2 separate regions of the Macaca mulatta genome follow, and region 1 is linked to region 2. The links are chromatin contacts, called in public Hi-C maps. All regions are on one chromosome and are shown on one strand. The core of a region is the stretch at or near the end of the contact, and the rest is flanking DNA. Distances in the headings are between cores, read along the strand shown. Region 1 holds the start of TKFC (triokinase and FMN cyclase). Region 2 holds the start of SDHAF2 (succinate dehydrogenase complex assembly factor 2).

The links. Hi-C and Micro-C count contacts between places; a contact is called where the count stands out from the background.
Region 1: a contact with region 2 is called in a Hi-C map of blood, with 6 times the contacts expected there. The contact joins the promoter of TKFC here to the promoter of SDHAF2 in region 2. A contact is called at or near these places in 5 of 14 Hi-C or Micro-C datasets (CD4 T cells, blood, cortical neurons and 2 more).

What each region holds. Positions count from the first base shown.
Region 1 is chr14:12,706,375-12,709,867 of T2T-MMU8v2.0, forward strand. TKFC (triokinase and FMN cyclase) reads right to left here and starts at 2,113. Exons shown (of 18, transcript XM_077962665.1): 1 at 2,004-2,113; 2 at 595-706. The coding sequence starts at 597. DDB1 (damage specific DNA binding protein 1) reads left to right here and starts at 2,228. Exons shown (of 27, transcript XR_013403728.1): 1 at 2,228-2,425.
Region 2 is chr14:12,615,545-12,618,917 of T2T-MMU8v2.0, forward strand. SDHAF2 (succinate dehydrogenase complex assembly factor 2) reads right to left here and starts at 1,417. Exons shown (of 4, transcript NM_001193692.1): 1 at 1,286-1,417. The coding sequence starts at 1,321. CPSF7 (cleavage and polyadenylation specific factor 7) reads left to right here and starts at 1,493. Exons shown (of 9, transcript XM_077962678.1): 1 at 1,493-1,554; 2 at 2,179-2,287.

The DNA of each region.
Region 1 (3,493 bases), core at 863-3,362, 92 kb after region 2:
CACTAGAGATAGGCCTTAATTTGCCTTGTAATGCAGATGAAGAAAAAGAGGCTCAGAGAGGTCAAATCTTCTGCAAAAGGTCATGCAGCTGGTCAGTGGCAGGCTGAAATTTGAATCCAGATATGTTCAAGGCTTGTTTTGATTCAAATCAGTGGGCCTGGAGCAAAGCCCAGGGACATGGCCAGCCTCCCACACTGTAGATCCCAGCTCCAGACCGGCCCACATAAGCCCCAAGGTTAGGAACAGTCACATGATCATTCTTCATGGTTCCTTCTGTGACTGGTACAGTATCTATTACAGAGCAGGTAACTATTACTGTTTCACTTTGAATGCAAGACCCAGATAGGGGGCACAACGGCTCTGAAGGGACTCAAGAGGCTGCAGCCCCAGGCCTGGCTGGGACTAGTGGCCTCCAGGAAATGAAGAAAAGCAGGGATCAGGCCCTGGGAGAGAGGACCCTCTCTCTTCACCTGTGAGCCTCAGGAGGCAGCAGCATCTCTCAGTCAAGGTGTAAGAAGCTCTAGCATGCCCAAGGCTGGGATCCTGCTTTGAGACCATGCTGCCATTCCCCTACCCCGGCCCTGTATGACTCACCATGGTGGGGAGGCTCTGAAACAGGCTGAGTTCACACCGTTGCACTGAACTGCTGGAGGATGGACAATCTTGTGCTACCCGGGTCTGAGTACAGTGGAGGCAGCAGCAGCACCTGCAGGAGTGGGTAATGGTACAAGCTGCAGAAGGCACTCACAGCCGACTGGCACAATCACGCTTAAGCGCCCTAGTAATTAGGGAGCTGCCCCAGACTTCGGTCCAAGTCCAAACTCTAGTACATGGGCTACGGATGGAGAAGAGTGTGGGGTTGACCAAGGTTCACGCCTGCACTTGGCTGCCAGAAGACAGATCAATCCATGTCAAGCACAGGGCTGCCTTTATGCCCAGGAACAGCACCCACTTCATCACTAAAGAACAGTGATCCTCAGAATAACTATCTTTTACACGGGCATCACGTGCAGTGAAAAAGTTAACAAAGCTCTTCACACGCTTGCCCTCACTGTCCTTGGCACCAAAAGGGCAGGGAATGGGGAGAGCTAGCCAGGTTTGTGACCCATTTTACTTCTGGCAAACAGACTCAGAGAGCTCTAGGGACCTGTCCAAGGTCATACAGGTAGGAGCCAGGATCTAAATCCATGTCTAGCTTTTCTACCAGGAGTGTGTGTTTACTACTGATAATTCCGTGCCTCCAAAGTCAGGCAGAGTCTCTGCTGTGGCAAGGGCAAGACGTAAACCACGATGACGTTCTAGCTTTCCTCAGTTCAGCCTGGTTCAGCCGCGTGTTGGCCTCTGTGTGGGTGCACAATAGGAAGAATCAACATAGCTCTGCCTCAGCCTACTTGGGGTTGGGCGGAGGGTCTTAGGTAAACCAATTTCTCCCTAAGCCTCAGCTTCCCCATCTGTAAAATGGTGGTTGGCTCCTCTCTGGCATTCTGCTAGTGTGCCAAGCCATGTGGTTCTCCTCTTGTTCCCGGGGAGCCTGTTTGATGTGGGGCACCCTGGAGGCTGCAGGGCTGACTGCCCTCCTGGCTCATTAAGGTTCCCTACGGAGAAATGTTGGTTTTGTGTTTGAGGTTCGAATTTGTAGAGTAATAGGGGCACCAATCACGTTGGGCAAGCAGACCAGTGGGCCTTTCGAAGTCTGAAGAATCAACGCGCAAAAGGGAGGAGGTGAGCCGGTGGTCGTTCTAACGTCAGGCGAGGGCACCAGCTAGATCTGGAGGAACTGAGAGAGTGAAAGGAAGGCACGCAAGGTTCTAGTCTGGGATGTGCACGAATAGCGGTCGTCTCCCTTCCCTCTCTAGGCCTCCGCAGTCCTTCCCGTTCCAAAAGGAGGAACAGTCCCGAGGGCTCCTGGAGCAACGGAAGAAAGAGGACTGGATGCGGGGAAGGGCAAAGGGCGCGGAACGGGGTGGGGAGTCCGCGGGCGAGCTCCGAGGACACTGGCGCACCTCCCCCGCCAGCTCACAGCCACATCCGCCACCTCCGAAGTCTCCGCGACTTCCCGGGTACCCCTAGTGGTGAGCTCTCATCCGGGTCCTGCGGGCGCTGGCGGAAAGAGGCGAGGCGGCGCCTCCGGGGGCGGGGCCTCCTTCGGTTGGCGGCCTCGGGCTTCGGGAGTCCTCCAAGAGGCCAGGTGAGGCCGTCCCGTGATGCCCCGCGCCCCGGCCGCTCTGGCCTGCAACGTGTCTCTGGGGCGGAGGCAGCGGCAGTGGAGTTCGCTGCGCGCTGTTGGGGGCCACCTGTCTCTTCGCTTGTGTCCGTCTCTCTAGTGTCGCGCTCGCGTCCCGACGAGCCGCTCTAAGCCTCGACATGTCGTACAACTACGTGGTAACGGCCCAGAAGCCCACCGCCGTGAACGGCTGCGTGACCGGTGAGGCTGCCGGGACCGGAGACCCCGGCGAGGGAGGGAGCTGGGGGGAGCCGCGGCCTAGGGAGGCCCGCGGTCCCCGGGGCGGCCGGGCAGGAGTCGGCTCGGCTAATGGAAGGCCCTGGCGGCCGAGGAACCTCGCCAACCCCGCGACCTCGAAAGAGCCGTCCCAGTACGCGCTTTTTGGGGCTTGGAAGCCGCTCTCGAGGGTCCCCTTTCGTCCTGGGGAGGTCACTCGGCCTCGAGGACAGGGCGGGCCCAGTGAGACAGAGGAGTGTGAGTTGGTTGTGCGGTGTTATTTGGCCCGGAAGATTGGCCTCCTGTGGCCGGGAAAGGGGGAGGTGGTAATGGCGACTTTGGGGTCAGGATTTTCCTGTGGGGATGTCTGGGGGGCCCAGGAGGTGGAGGGATGTGAGGAATGCCCGCATTATCCTACAGAGGGAGAGGAGCTCTCTTCAGGCTAACCCCTTTGCCTGGGGCAGTTGTTTACATGAGGGCCGTGCTAGAGAAGAGGGTTTGGTTTGCCTGGCCCAGTGCTGGGTTTTCCTTATTGACGATGCGCTTGGACTGTTAAGGACACCGAAGTCCAGAACCCGGGAAGAGTCCTCTTAACCCACATTCTCAGCTGAATATGCCGACCCCAAGCTTGCATGTTTATATACACCCTAATCACGATTCCAAAACAAAGCTGTTTTTCAGAGTTGGAGGTAGCTGAGTGTGGATGGGGGTATTGGTAGACTACCAGGAGGGCAGGGAGTGTGGACAAAACAGTGTTTTCGTGTAAAGCTCGGGGACTTTTCATTTGACTTGGTCTGTCAGATAAAAGTTTTGTGAGACTTTAGATGAACACTGGAAGAAATGAACACTTTCTCCGGCATTCTCAATTAGAGCCTGCCACTGTAACTGTAATAGGAACAGTAAAATTTGAGGGACGAGAGCCATGAGAAGGGATTACGAAGTCATTGTCAGTTGGAGGACACACGGCTCTTAGGTCCAGTCCAGTTTTCTTAGTCTGATTAGGAAAGTAGCTTTGTTGAATGCATGAACTGAGACTCTTTGAGGTGCCGGGTA
Region 2 (3,373 bases), core at 167-2,666:
ACCTGTGCAACAGAGCGAGACTCTGTCTCAAAAATTTAATAATAATAAAATAAAATAAACTCCCCAATCAAAAGACATGAAATGGCTGAATTAATTTCTAAAAAAAGATTCAACTATATGCTGTACAAGAGACATTTTATTAAAACCTGGAAATCAATGGCAAAAGAAAAGCTGAAAAATTCACAAATATGTGGAAATTAAACAACACACTCTTGAATAATCAATGAGTCAAAGAAGACATCAAAAGGAAAATTAGAAAATACCTTGAGACACGCCGGGAATGGTGGCTCACGCCAGTAATCCCAGAACTTTTTGGAAAGCTGAGGCGGGAGGATCACTTGAGGCTAGGAGTTTGAGACCAGCCTGAGCAACATAGTGAGACCCTGTCTCTCCAAAAAAAAAAAAAAAAAAGAAAAAAGAAGGAAAACAACAAAAAACAAACAAAAAGGAAACATCCTGAGACAAACTACAACCCAACATATACAAAATTGTGAGATGCCACAAAAGCAGTACTAAGAAGGAAGTTTATAGTGTAAACACCTACATCAAAACAGAATAAAGATCAAGTCCCTGGGTCTATAGGAAAAAAAAAAAAAAAAAAAAAAAAAAGAACAAAGACAAGGATGGGGGTAGGAGGGGAAGATAGAGACAAAGTTCGTTACTTTGTAAGAGCAGGATAGGAAAAAAGAATAAGTTCCAGTGCTCTATTACATATTAGAGTGACTACAGCTAGTAACACTGTACTGTGTATGTCAAGATGGCTAGAAAAAGATCTTGAAAAGTTATCACCACAAAGAAATGATAGAGATTTGCGGTGATGGACATGCTAACTACGCTGATTTGATTATACAATGTACACACGTATTAAAACATTACACTGTACTCCCATAAACACGTTCAATTATTATATGTCCGTTATAAACAAAACAAAGAGCTCAAGATACTATGTGAAACCACGAAAGGCATTAACGACTAAAGAACGCGGAGAAGGGGCGTCCAGAGGAAGTTGGGCTAACCCCACCTGCGACGTAGGTGAGAGGTGAATTGAGTCTTGGACGATGACTTATCGTTTAAGCAGTTATTTCCAGACCGGCACACAGTAGGCTCACCAAAGAATGGAAGCGACCTTTATTTCCTGAGCTGCAGAATCGGCCTCTCCCTGGGCCTGCCCTTGCCCTAGGCTATCGGGCAGACGAACGCTCCCCAAGATAGAGACCACAGAAGAAGACAAAGTGTAATCCGCGCTGCCGCCCGCCCCGGACGCTAGAACGTTCTCTCTCCTCACCCGCGATGAAATCGAGAACACTGTGGACACCGCCATTTTCCCCACCTGCACCGGAAACCGGCTGCCCGGGCACTTCCGGGAACTCCTAGCCTCACGGCCAGCCGACTACGGCAGCCACGGAGGACCTGAAGCGGAAGGTGCGTCCTTGCGTATGCCGGAAGTGGCGGTGCGTGTGACGCCGGCGGCGGGGGGGGCGGGACCTGGGGCGGAGAGCGGTTCGCGCGCTTCGGGCCTAGTCCGGACTCGCCGCTGCCGCCGCCATATTCCCGGTAACGGGGGCGCGCGGCCGGGGGCAGGTTGGGCCGGAAGAGGGGTCCGGGCCGGCGCTGAGGCGGGGAGGGGGTCGGTTGAGATGGGACGGCCGGAGTCTGCGGGCGGAGGGAGGCGCGGGCCTTTGAGGGAGGGGGCAGAGAGAGCGCCGGGCCGGGTGTGTGGGGAGGGAGCGGGGCGGGCCTAGCTGGGGGCGAAGAGTAGGCCTGGGTGGGGAGCAGAGGCGGCTGGAGTAGCTTGACACCCGGGGGCCCTGGCCGGAGCTGCTTTGGGGCCTAGGCAGGTGCGACGGACAGGGGATGCGGGCTTCGCCGCGGTCTTTCTTCGCAACGCGGTCCTAGGGCCCCTAGGAGCCGAAGGTGGGACTTTTCCGTCGCGCCATAGGCAGCTGCGGCGCCGACGCGGCGCTACCCGGGTCGGGCCCGAGGGTGATGGGCAGCGACCCCCGGCGGCCTGGGAGAGCGGGGGGCGGCGCGAGGCCGGGGGCGGGGCGGAGCGGGTGGGGCCGAGCTCGGGCCGCTAGGATGCTGCGTCTCTGGAGATGGGAGGTTAGCAACCATTGCCCTCCTCCCAGGCCAGGACCCTCATGCCTTCTAATTCTTGCATTTTTCCGAATCCCGCAGTGGCATCTTCCTTACTTTGTCCATCCTCCGGGCTCGCGATCTTCCTTCCGGAGCCATGTCAGAAGGAGTGGACTTGATTGATATATATGCTGATGAGGAGTTCAACCAGGTGAGGGGTCATCAGGAGCTTTGGGATTTTCCTTGATCATCTGAGGAATCATTTTCAGCAAACTGGCAGTGGTTTCAAGCTGTACCAGTTCTAGGCTTGAACACGCGTCTATCCGGTCTAAAATTTTTCCCCTGCAGAAACTTTAAAGACTACACTCCGTTCCTCTTTGTGTTAATTTGAAGCTCCAGGCTTAATTTTAAAGGCTTTGATTTAAGAGCAAATAAAAAACAAGTGTAATAGAATGGTGAATCAACCTGTAGAATTTACTCCCCAGGAAGCCAAAGTTGGATATCAGACTAACCACACTTAAAAATCAAAAGTACATTTGCTACAGTATTCATGAGGACAGTGTTGATACCTGTTCCTTTACATTCTCAGCCTGCAGCTGGAGAAGTATAGTCCCCTCCACCGAAACAGTGCAAAGACAAAGTAGAAAAGATAACTTTAACATTTAGTTTCAACTCCATTCCAATTAAGTTTTACTTGCTTTTATAAGTAGTTTGGCCCGGGCGCGGTGGCTCAAGCCTGTAATCCCAGCACTTTGGGAGGCCGAGATGGGCGGATCATGAGGTCAGGAGATCGAGACCATCCTGGCTAATACGGTGAAACCCCGTCTCTACTAAAAAATACAAAAAACTAGCCGGGCGAAGTGGCGGGTGCCTGTAGTCCCAGCTACTCGGGAGGCTGAGGCAGGAGAATGGCGTGAACCCGAGAGGAGGAGCTTGCAGTGAGCTGAGATCCGGCCACTGCACTCCAGCCTGGGTGACAGAGCGAGACTCCGTCTCAAAAAAAAAATAAGTAGTTTGACTCCAGTCATGAGAAGTCCACAGGCATTTTGGTATAATAAATTGTATTGATTAACTTTAGTCTTTCTAGAGGGAATAAAAGGGTAAAGACGTTAGACACACCATTTAGATGACAGATATAGACTCATGCACAGACCCTCAGTTGGATTTGTTTTTATTGTACCAGGGAACATTATACAGAAATTTATCTAGAGCTGGGCACGGTGACTCTTGACTGTAATCTCAGCTGCTCCAGAGGTTGAGATGGGAAGATTGCTTAAGGCCAGGAGTTCAATACCAG